Regions from separate parts of the Gossypium hirsutum genome. Here region 1 is linked to region 2. The links are chromatin contacts, called in public Hi-C maps. All regions are on one chromosome and are shown on one strand. Each heading gives the region's core, a stretch centred on a gene start, on an enhancer-like site or on the middle of the called end of the contact. The rest is flanking DNA. Distances are from core to core; before and after follow the strand shown. Region 1 holds the start of LOC107912917 (L-Ala-D/L-amino acid epimerase). Region 2 holds the start of LOC107916697 (alpha/beta hydrolase domain-containing protein 17B).

The links. Hi-C and Micro-C count contacts between places; a contact is called where the count stands out from the background.
Region 1: a Hi-C map of leaf shows a contact between it and region 2, with 3 times the contacts expected there. The contact joins the promoter of LOC107912917 here to the promoter of LOC107916697 in region 2. A contact is called at or near these places in 2 of 34 Hi-C or Micro-C datasets (both in leaf).

The regions. Positions count from the first base shown.
Region 1 is chrD11:19,043,002-19,048,424 of Gossypium_hirsutum_v2.1, forward strand. LOC107912917 (L-Ala-D/L-amino acid epimerase) reads right to left here and starts at 2,122. Exons shown (of 7, transcript XM_016841300.2): 1 at 1,068-2,122; 2 at 294-404. The coding sequence starts at 1,568. It also overlaps the pseudogene LOC107911050.
Region 2 is chrD11:18,901,384-18,906,840 of Gossypium_hirsutum_v2.1, forward strand. LOC107916697 (alpha/beta hydrolase domain-containing protein 17B) reads left to right here and starts at 3,900. Exons shown (of 5, transcript XM_016846039.2): 1 at 3,900-4,666. The coding sequence starts at 4,362.

The DNA of each region.
Region 1 (5,423 bases), core at 872-3,371, 140 kb after region 2:
CCTATTCCGACGCATATTTTCATATTAAAGCTTCCAATCATAAAAGGATTAGAAAGAACCCAACATAACCGTATTAAATAAACATTATTCAACACTCAGTATCCAAATTTATGTAACATGTATTATGTTAAACTAGGCTCTAGGTAATTGTCAAATCCAAAATCTGTCTGTATACTCGATCTTTTCGAGATTTTTGTATATTTAGAAAACCATACCTATACTCAGTATCAAACTAGTATCGAACACAACTACATATAAAAGTAAAAAGACCGATTATATATACATTACTTAACTGTAGCAGCAGTGGACAAGGAATTGGACACTCCCCCAAATAATCTCCATAGGGGCACATCAATGCTATTAGCAACTGCGTCAACCAATGCCATTTCTAACCCAGCCCTAACCTTCATACACAGATAAAAAATCATAAGGATCCGATGCAAAGGGGACCAAACAAATTACTTAGTTTTCTTCTTTTCTTTTTCCTACGTAGTTTTTTTTATCAGGGGTCTAGGGGAAGAGGACACCACAAGCTTATTTGATAAGTAAATAGTTATATTATTAGAACTTGAGTGTGTATAGTTAAAATTTTTAAATTTTTTTTAATGTATTTGGAGAATTTATGCAAGTCATCCTCTTCGGACATGAATATCATAATATCCTTCTAAAAAATTAGTCCAAGCAATATAAGAATACTATTGATGGTGAGTCGAAGTCTTGGGAATGTCTCGATTGGTAACATGACCTGCAAGCTCACGAGAAAACTATCAGTATTGGGCAATTATTATGCATATTGTACTTATGGGGTCTATACCACCAACCAAGGTATAGATCTTACTCATGATACCGGCACCTCTTTTGTGAGCGTGCAAATCATATTTTCACCAATCGAAACACTCTCTGAACCGCAAACCTCTTTAGACTTTTCTCTATAAATGGAAGACAAAATCCCAACGAAAACAATTCCTTCAATTGAAGGTCTAAGACACTCCAAAGCAGCCCCTCGCCCTCAACAAACACAATATAATGTTAATGTTAGTACATAATGAGAACATGATTGTACTTACAGAAGCAAATTCGCTACCAGGAAACATCTCTGAGATCTGATGTAAAACCAAATTCAAAGTCACTGGAGATCCCTGGCTAAGAAATTCACAGGCTTTTCTCACTTCCTCAAGAGCAGTGGCTTGGTTCCAGTTAACCCATGGAACCACTGATACCTCACCCCACCCGACACACCCATTGCTGAGTTCAACTCGTACAGCCACATTCTCAACCTTTTCAAGCCTGGAACAGCCAACGGTCACCGGTTCTTGAAGCCCAACATTCAATGGTCTCCCTTCAGCACAATGAACATCAACCCAGAAAATCTCAGTCAAGTTCTTCAATCCCAAGCTTGTTCTTGGCCTTTCAGTGCTCCCACTGACTGCTGATTGAGTCACCAGCTCACTGCTGCTAGTGCTGGAGCTGACAATGAAACGAGTCTGCAAGTTGCTTCGATGGTTAACCAGAGAAGACCGAGAGAAAAGGAAAGAGTTTGTTGGACAACAGAAACCAAGTGAAGCCATTGGATTGGAAAGATGGTTGAACTTAGCTTTCTTGTTGATATTTAGCAAGCACTCAATGTCATTCTTTATTTATCTATTTTTGTTGGGTTTGTTTTCCAGTTAACATACAAAAAACAAACCTAAGCTGCACCCTAACAAGGTCTTTTTTATTTGTCATGCCATTGATGGTGTACTGTACTAAGAGCATATTTAAGTGATTGGTGACCTTTGGAGGAGTGAAAGAGTCACATGAAAAAAAGAAAAAAACATATGCGTCCTTTGAGTGTTGACCCCACTTTATCAAGCTCCGGTCTGTAAATTTTGGCCCCTCTGATATGAATGGAAAGATGGAGTGATAAAAAGGTTTAATACCCTTAAATAAATTTTTAATTTCTAATTTTATGAAAAAGAAGAAATGAAAACCATTTTCTTTTTCATTTATAATTTGTTAGGGCTGGATGTAATTATTGAATACTGTCTTACTAAAAAAAAAAAAAACCTGCTCATCAGCCTAATGCATATGGTAAGCTAAAACATGGCAAGGCCACCGAAGTGAGCACCTCGACGGCAATGCCGGGACATAATGATTGGTTATAGGGTGAAATAGACAAAACCTCCGTCCCCACTCCATATCAACTTTAAGGAAAGAAACAAAATCTGTTTTGGTGACACATTTAATCAATTATTAGGGTCAGTAAAATAATTTGAAACAAAAATCATGGGCATTAACTTCTTTGTTAAGTTATTAATGGGATGTTTTATTTGGAAATTCAATTCGAGTAGTATTTGTGGCGAGGTAACAGTTACAATAATTATTTTTTTCTTCGTAATTATTTTTAATTTTATTGAAGGTAAACGCATTACTCATCTAAAGGCATAATCTTTTAGATCAAACTCAGTTTGACTGAATATAGTTACTATAATTTTTTTTTCAAATTTCCTAATTATTATTTTGATATATTTTGGGGTTTTTTTTAATTTTTTCATAGATAAAAGAGGGCAATACACTGCCTTAAATTAATTTATTCATACATGGGAATCACTTAATATCTCTTCTAAAAGTAGTCTCCTAACGTAAGGTGTAGGAACATCAATATAAATTAAGTTAACATCATTAGAAAGACATGATTTAGCTAGCCAATGAGCAACCATATTTCGCTCCCTATTCACGAGCTGGAACTTAATTGTTGGAACCTGACAAGTCACTTCCTTAATTTTCCTAACAAAAGTCATTGAACATATACTTCCAGAACATTCTTTAATCATATCCACAACCATCATACAATAAGATTCGAAGGTATACTTTGATATCATATGTTTTAATATTATTTGGGGTAAATTATATAAATGGTCACCCAATTGTGCCTGCGTTCCTGTTTTGGTTATCTAACTTTAAAAATTTACAATTTAGGCACTAACGTTTGAATTCATTCTTATTTTAGTCACTCACCGTTAAATTGATAACGGAAAGCCTTTTCTAACTAGTATAATAACACATTTACTCCTCAATACTTTCATTTTTATCAATTTGATCCTAATTCTAAATAATTTAATAAATTTAACCATTCACATTTACAAATTCTATCAATTTGATGATCAAACTTCCTAACCAAAACTTTCAACTTTTAAAACAAAGACCTTCCACATCTATTAATTGTTTTACTTTTTCGCAAATAATTAAAAAAAATAGAACACATAATAATCTCTTAATCAATTTACAAAATTAAAAAAATCATTACCAATGTAACAAAAGAAAATTCAATTAATTCTTTCACATTTTTTATCTTATGAAAAATTAAATGTTCATAATTTTTCATATATAATTATTGATTGAACAATTGGATTTTTCAAAACCATATTTTTTTAACTTTAGATTTAATTTTCAATTTCAATGATCAACTTCTAGGACGATTTTTATGTATCTTAAAGGAAATATCATACTTATCAAGAAAACAGCAACCGAATAGTAAATGAAGCTAAATAGTCCAAAATCAAGCAATTTTCACTTAATTTTTTTTAAACATTTTACTTCCTAACATATGGTAAAATATGCAAACCAAGATAAAAAAAATACAAAATTAAAAAAAAGGCATTAGTCCACTTTATGGGCGGTTTTACCATAAGCTTCAAACTTTATACTATATTCACATCATAAATAAATTAAACAAAAAGGTCAATATTATCAAGCTTTTAAATTTTGATTTATGGGTTCTACAAACAAACACATTATTAAAGCAGATTACCAATTATATTTATTAGCCATATAAAATAATAAATTGCTTTTTTACTAAAAAACAATATAACAAAATCACATGCTTAAAAGTCAAACTCAAGCATACAAAATAAATATCATGAAATTTCTACACTGAAAAAAAAAAGATGATGAAGAAATAAACATGTAAGTGATTGTGCTTGGTTTCCCAGTTAGGTATCTATATGCCAAAATCCCCCTAAAAAGGGGAAATTCAAGGATATGTAAATGAAAATATATAATATTTTTAGCGAAGAGAAAAAAAAAGAACACACCTTGACATAGAACAACTATTGATAAAGATGACATTTTATTTCAAAAAGGGTTATGTACTGAATTGGATTATTTTAACCATAAACAAAACAATTAATAGATGTGGAATGCCTCTTTTATAAAAGCTTAAAGCTTTGTTAGAAAGTTTGAGGATAAAATTGATAGAATTTCTAAATGTGAGTGGTTAAATTTATTAAGTTATTTAGAATTAGGATCAAATTGATATAATATGTAAGTGTCGAGGAATAAATGTGTTATTATACCAATTAGAATAAGTCTTTCTATTATCAATTTAACGGTGGATGATCAAAATAAGAACAAATTCAAACATTAATGTCTAAATTGAAATTTTTTAAAGTTGGGTGACCAAAATAGAAACATGGGCACTCAACCATTTGTATACTTTACCTTATTATTTTTTATATGTTAATGGGAAATTTTTTAGAATATTTTTTCTTGAGTAGTAATTCGACACTCTACACTAATTAGTGTTATGCATGTTATGAGGTATTATTGTGAAGTACATGCATAGTACCTCGACACATATGGGTGTCGAGTTAAGGGTTAAGAGGTTTGATGGGGATATTTATTTGGATGTTGACCTAATCAAACGAATTAAATTCAGTGGAGGTTGACTCTTACGGTTGTCAATTTCCACCCTATAAAAACTCATACATTTCTCCTTTCTTCGCGCCCAAAATCTTCCCAAAACTCTCTAATTCTCTCAAGCTCTCAAGCACTCCTACTCTTCAGAAAATCTTGTTCTTTTTTACTTATTTTTCAGAGAAGAATGATGGAACACGTTGCAAAATACACCATCAATATGGTGAAATCTCTAACTCAATTCTTTTTAGTTTTTAATTTTTGCGAAAATATTATTATGATTTTTGAAATTTAATATTATTATTTTGTGAATTTTTAACAAGCGATTGATCGAGTTCTTTGGATCCAACACAATTTATATTTCATGAATCCTAATTGTCATATCAAAGAACACTTGAAGGATGTCGGTTTATGTGTGATATCTAAGATGACAAAGTTGAAAATCATTTCAAATTTAGTTGCCGCATTGGTAAAAAGATGAAAGCTAGAAACATTTGCGTTCCATTTTTCTTGTAGGGAAATGACCATTGTGCTCAAATATGTCGCTTTAATAATCGACCTTCCAATCAATTGGAAGGCGATAATCATAACTAGTGGCATTAATCCAGAGTATGAGTGTGGTTGGTTGTTGGGTGTCATGTTGCTGAAGGAGAAACCATATAAAGATTTTCATGGTTGTCGGGTGAAATGCATATGGTTGGACAATTTTGTCAACCTAGCCCCTCCACTACATGCAATTATAGATGAGA
Region 2 (5,457 bases), core at 2,650-5,149:
AAACTCAACGAAAAATAATGGCAACATGATAGAGTCCTCCTCTGGTTGGATCATATGCAACAAAAACAAATGATTGTTAAAGAACTATAGTGTTCCTTCCAAAACGCGTTGCATATCCATTTCATAAAAAAATGAAATAAAACTCGCTTTTCTCCTAGATCTTTAATAAAAACTCCACCAATAAGGTGCCATAAATCAACCAAAGTATTCCTTAGCGAAGGGAAATGCACCACGCTATCTACTAGGCAACACCCTACTAAACAGAACTTGAACTCCTCCTCTACCTCACTCTCCTCCCCTGAAACACTTCTTCCTCCTCATCAACAAGCCTCAAATTCGTTAACTCGTCTTCTATAGCCCTCACCTAAAACCCTAAAGAAATTATGTTAAAAGACAGACTAAAATCGGCGTATTGGTATAGATTAAGCCAATATTTTATATTTGAGCTCCTCCAGATCTAATGGTATAGATTGAATTACATCAACGGTTAAAATTAGTGCCTATCTACAATATGAGAGTTCTAAGGGATTTAAACTCTATACATCATTATTCCTTAAGATTTACAATAATTACCTTGGCAACTTTAGTTTTAATAGAGTGTTTCATTAGGCCACCAAGGCTCCAAGTAGATGAGTTTCTCCATATGTTCCATGAATCGAGCCAATTGAAGTGGGTCAAATGAGCCCCATTTAAATAGTTGACCTTCATGGGACGCTTTATGTGCATTTGTCACAGGTTTTGATCTGTAGCCTATGACATTCTCCCTAACTCATTCTCGCAATGCCCTCGTCGCGTCCTTGGAATGACACTAGTTTGGCTCATCTTAGAACTACCTCAATGCCTCAGTTGATGCCCAACTAGTCTCTCTATCAGGTAGTTCCACTCCTCGAAACATTTGCCTTGGTTTATGTCTCCGCTGTCACCTAACTCGAATTGTATTTCTCTCTTGTACATTTCATTTGCAAGAGTCTACCGCTCTTACTTGTCCCCATCATGACTTGCCTCGATCGGATAGTAGGAGAGAAGTTATGAATATAGTGGATATATATATAATGGTAGTTTACTAGAAGTTACACTTATGTAACTCATTTTAGCAAAGGGAATGTTACATACAAACTTAAATGCAAGTGCGCGGTTTGGTCAATGAGAAGAGGGAAAGACAAAAAAACAGTTGCATTCTAATGAAAGGTTAATAAGTAAAATTATTAATAATATTCTTATATGAGATTCTAAGCTATGCTCTTTAAGACATTCTAGTTATGGGGCAAACCAAAGAATCCTGCTAATCTTTTCAACATAAAGTGATCCTACAATAAACAATATTTTCAGATACTACTATTAATAGAAACATTAATAACAAAAAATGAGTATCCATATTTTACCTCTTGCATGAGAGTTTTTATTTTATGTTTTTTATGAAAATGAATTCTCATGCATAAAAAAAATATGATGAGAATGATATCGAAAAAATTCATCGAATGGAAAAGAAAAACTAAAAGAATATCAAAGATTACTAATAAATACAACATTTAAAAACAATAAGCTATTCATCTAACCTACGTTACTTGGGCTTGAGTGTCTATATCGATAGGGGCGAAGCTAGAAATTTTTTTTAGGGAGGGCCGAAATGAAATTTTAATTTTTAATGGTCTATATCTTTATAATTTTTAAAGGATTAAATTAAATTTTCATAATTTTAAGGGGGCAAAATGTAATTTTATATTTACTAATTTAAAATTTTTTAAATGACCAAAACAATAATTTTCTATTTTAGGGGAGACCGTGGTCCCTACCTACCCCTTGGGTTCGCCGAGATAGATATGTTCAAAATTTATAAATTTGTTTCCATATATTGAAGATTCTTGAAGAGTATCTTAGATATGTGTCCAACACTAAAAGGAAGCTCTATTAAAACTTAAACAACAATGCTAATTAAACTTTTAATGAAACATAAAAAATTGACAAATTTTAAAACATGGCAGTCATTACAAACAAACCCCAAGATTTCACTGCCCACCGTCTTATGTTACTTATATTTGGGTTTAAGTGTGATAGACAAATATGTCTATTAAAAATTTTCTAAATAATTTATTGTATTTGGAGAATTTTTAAAGATTATATTTCGATATATATGTATTTGATAGTTGATACTAGACCTATCCATGGGCCGCCCGGCTCGACGGCCTGCCCGAAATATGGGAGGGTTCGAGTAAAAATATAGGCCCGAAATATGGGCTTGAAAAACGAGGTCCGTTTAAAAAACGGGCCGGGCCTCGGGCACCACTTTTTTGGCCTGGGCCCGGCCCGGCCCGAATATAATAAATATATATTTTTTATTTTTATTTTTTAATTCTAAAATACTTTTAAAATAAATTTTTTTATTTTTTTTATTTTTAAAACAATTTTTTAATATTTATTTTAAAAATTGGCCGGGCCAGGCCGGGCTCGGGCTTATGATATTTTTCCCAGGTCGGGCCTGGGCAAAATTTCAGGCCCATATTTTGGGTCGGGCCGGGCCCGGGCCTGAGAGGTGGGCCAAAATTTTTTTTGGGCCTGGCCCGAACTCGGCCCGGCCCATGGACAGTTCTAGTTGATACTAGTGTAAAATATGAATATTAAACGGAAGCGTGAAACACGAGACTATAAAAAGGAATATAACTGGACTGTCAATATTCGTTATTGATATAAGATCGAGATAAACATGGTCAAAGGGTTTGTTTCCTTAAATAGCACTAAGTTGTAGCAATCTTAAATAATGCAATAATGTGGCCAGGTTTTGACTCTCTCCGCTGCTAATATTCATTATCAAATTTCCTGGAATTTTACTATCCAAAAAACCAATCATGCTGGGAGTAATTACACTTCACAGTTATTGCGTCTATAATCATAAATGCAATTTAAATCATTCTTTATTCATGAGTTTAAAGATTTGATCAAAATAAAATGCATTTTATGATTATTCGTTTTTTTTAAGAGCACTCATGATAAGAGAATTATTTATTGTTACAAGTAATATAAAGAAAAAAGTGCAATTTTAAATCCATGAAAAATGAGTGTTAAAGATGATAAAAAGATACAGATACTTCAATAATAAGTGAGACCAACAGAATTGAAATTGGGTTGAAGCAATGGCTGATGTCTTCATCTTCCTCCTGCATTTTGGTACGGTCAAGTGTTAGTGTGGGGTACGTTACATTTGATGAGAACGCTTTGGATATGATAATAAAGGGAATCTCCAACATTAATAATAAAAATGATACACAGAAGAAAAGCAAGTTGTTTTGGGTTGAAACATTGAAACCAGACCTCTGACGCCTGGCCCAATAAGTCCGACCTTTTCGGACCATGTTTTTGACTGAAATCTCCGGTTGAAGTTTAAAACCGTCCATTAAATTTAGAGTAGAGTAGGGTTTAATGGTGAGTTTGGATGGGTGGTGGGGTGCGGTGTGGTATGTTTAGTTTATTTTTTGCCTCACGTTATAATATCGTTATTGTATTTAATCTCACCGCCACCTATACTTTCTATACTAACTGCAAGTAAACGCACCGTCTATCTAAACCCACCCTAAGTCGTATATGAAAACGAAAATCCTTTTTAACATTGTTTTATAAGACTCAAATGGAGTTTTATTACTTCAAACAAACCAAATATTAGTTGAAGGTTAGTTCATTTTTTTAATCTTCAACCGTTTGGTATTTAGAAGTCATAACAATCTAATTAAATTTAAAGTTAATTTAGGTCTTTATCTTTAAAATTCAAGAATAATGTAAATTATAAATATAATAGTCATAAATATTTTCAAATCGAATTTGACATTTTTATAAATTTCAGATATATATTTTATTTAGTCTAAATCATGAAAAACATATTATTTATTTGAATTTATTAAAATAAAAGTGATCCATGCAAAGCTTCCATCATTCTAGTGAAGTGACTAAAGATCCAAAGAGATACATACACACATGCCATGTGCATATCATTTGTCAAAGTCGCCGTCAGGCGACCCTTCCTATACCCACGCTCACGCCCGCGCCCACGCCCACGCGCCTTCTTGCTTTTTCCTACCTCCCTTTTAATGGATAAAATCCCATTTAGCTGTCATTTCCTATCTCTCAAAACATTTAAAGAAACTTCGCTTCGTTACGGCAGCTCCCGTCTCAACGCGCCTCCCTTACCATTCCACGCGCCACCTATCTTCGTTTTCATTTTCCTTCTCTTTCATTTTCCTTCTATCTTAAATGAAATGAGAAAGATCTGAAGGAGATTGGAAGTTGGTGATTGAGATTTGAGGTTTCTGAGGAGAGTGACTTATTTTGGTAATTTTAATGAAGGATGAACAACGTCTGGTGCTAAGAAGAAGATGGGAGGAGTAACGTCTTCGATTGCCGCGAAATTTGCGTTCTTCCCGCCAAATCCGCCGTCATACAGAGTGCTAGAGGACGAGTTATGCGCTGGTCAGCTTTACATACCAGAGGTACCGAGGAGGGACGGTGTCGACGTCTTGAAGCTACGCACGCGCCGCGGGAACGACATCGTCGCCGTCCATATAAAACACCCCAAGGCTTCCGCTACTCTCTTGTATTCTCATGGAAATGCCGCTGATTTAGGACAAATGTTTGAGCTTTTCGTCGAGTTGTGTAATCGCCTGCGGGTTAATCTTATGGGGTATTTTTATTTTCTTTCATAATTTTTGCAACATATAGAACATGATATTTTAAGTCGGCTTCTTAGGCTTTTACTGTTTTAATTGTATTAGATTTCTTTTAGCTTAGTAAAGTAGTTCGTTTGGGTTTGGTCTGATTTGCTTGTGATTTTGGGGGATTTAGGGTTCTATAAGTGTTGGAAAATTCTGGTGAAGTGGAACTTGCTTGCCTTATGTTCAGCTGTATTATTGAGGTTGAAGCTAGTTATGGGAAGAACAGAGATTCTGGTTACCAGTAAGTGAAAGTTATGCTGATTATGGTATATTGTAAGATTGAGCTAATGGTTTTACTTTAATTGGCTTCATTTGTGCAGTACTAGAGAGAGAGAATAAAAAAAATATAGGAGAAAGAGAGACTTGGACAAAGAGTTACTGGTGAAGGCGATGTTGTTGATTTAAAGTTTCTTAGGGGTGACCGGTTATTTGTTATCCTTTCCTTCTATTGTTTCTTCAATGTGCGGACTTTTGCAATATTATTGAGCATGGATACTGCTCAAACGTGATTTAAATACTTTGGGATATTTTTTTTTCTGTTTACTGATCGTGGACTGAAGGCAATGTTGAAGAAGATGGTTTATGGCAGGGTCATATTAGTTACGGCTACTTGCTTGTTATTGAGGAGCTTTATGTTATTGGTTATACATTTTTGCAAATAGTGCTTCGATGCTGATGCCGAAGCCCTAAGGACATTGGCATGCAGGCAATGTTGTTAAAGAAAAAAGAAAAACTGTAGGCACATGATTAGAATGTGCGA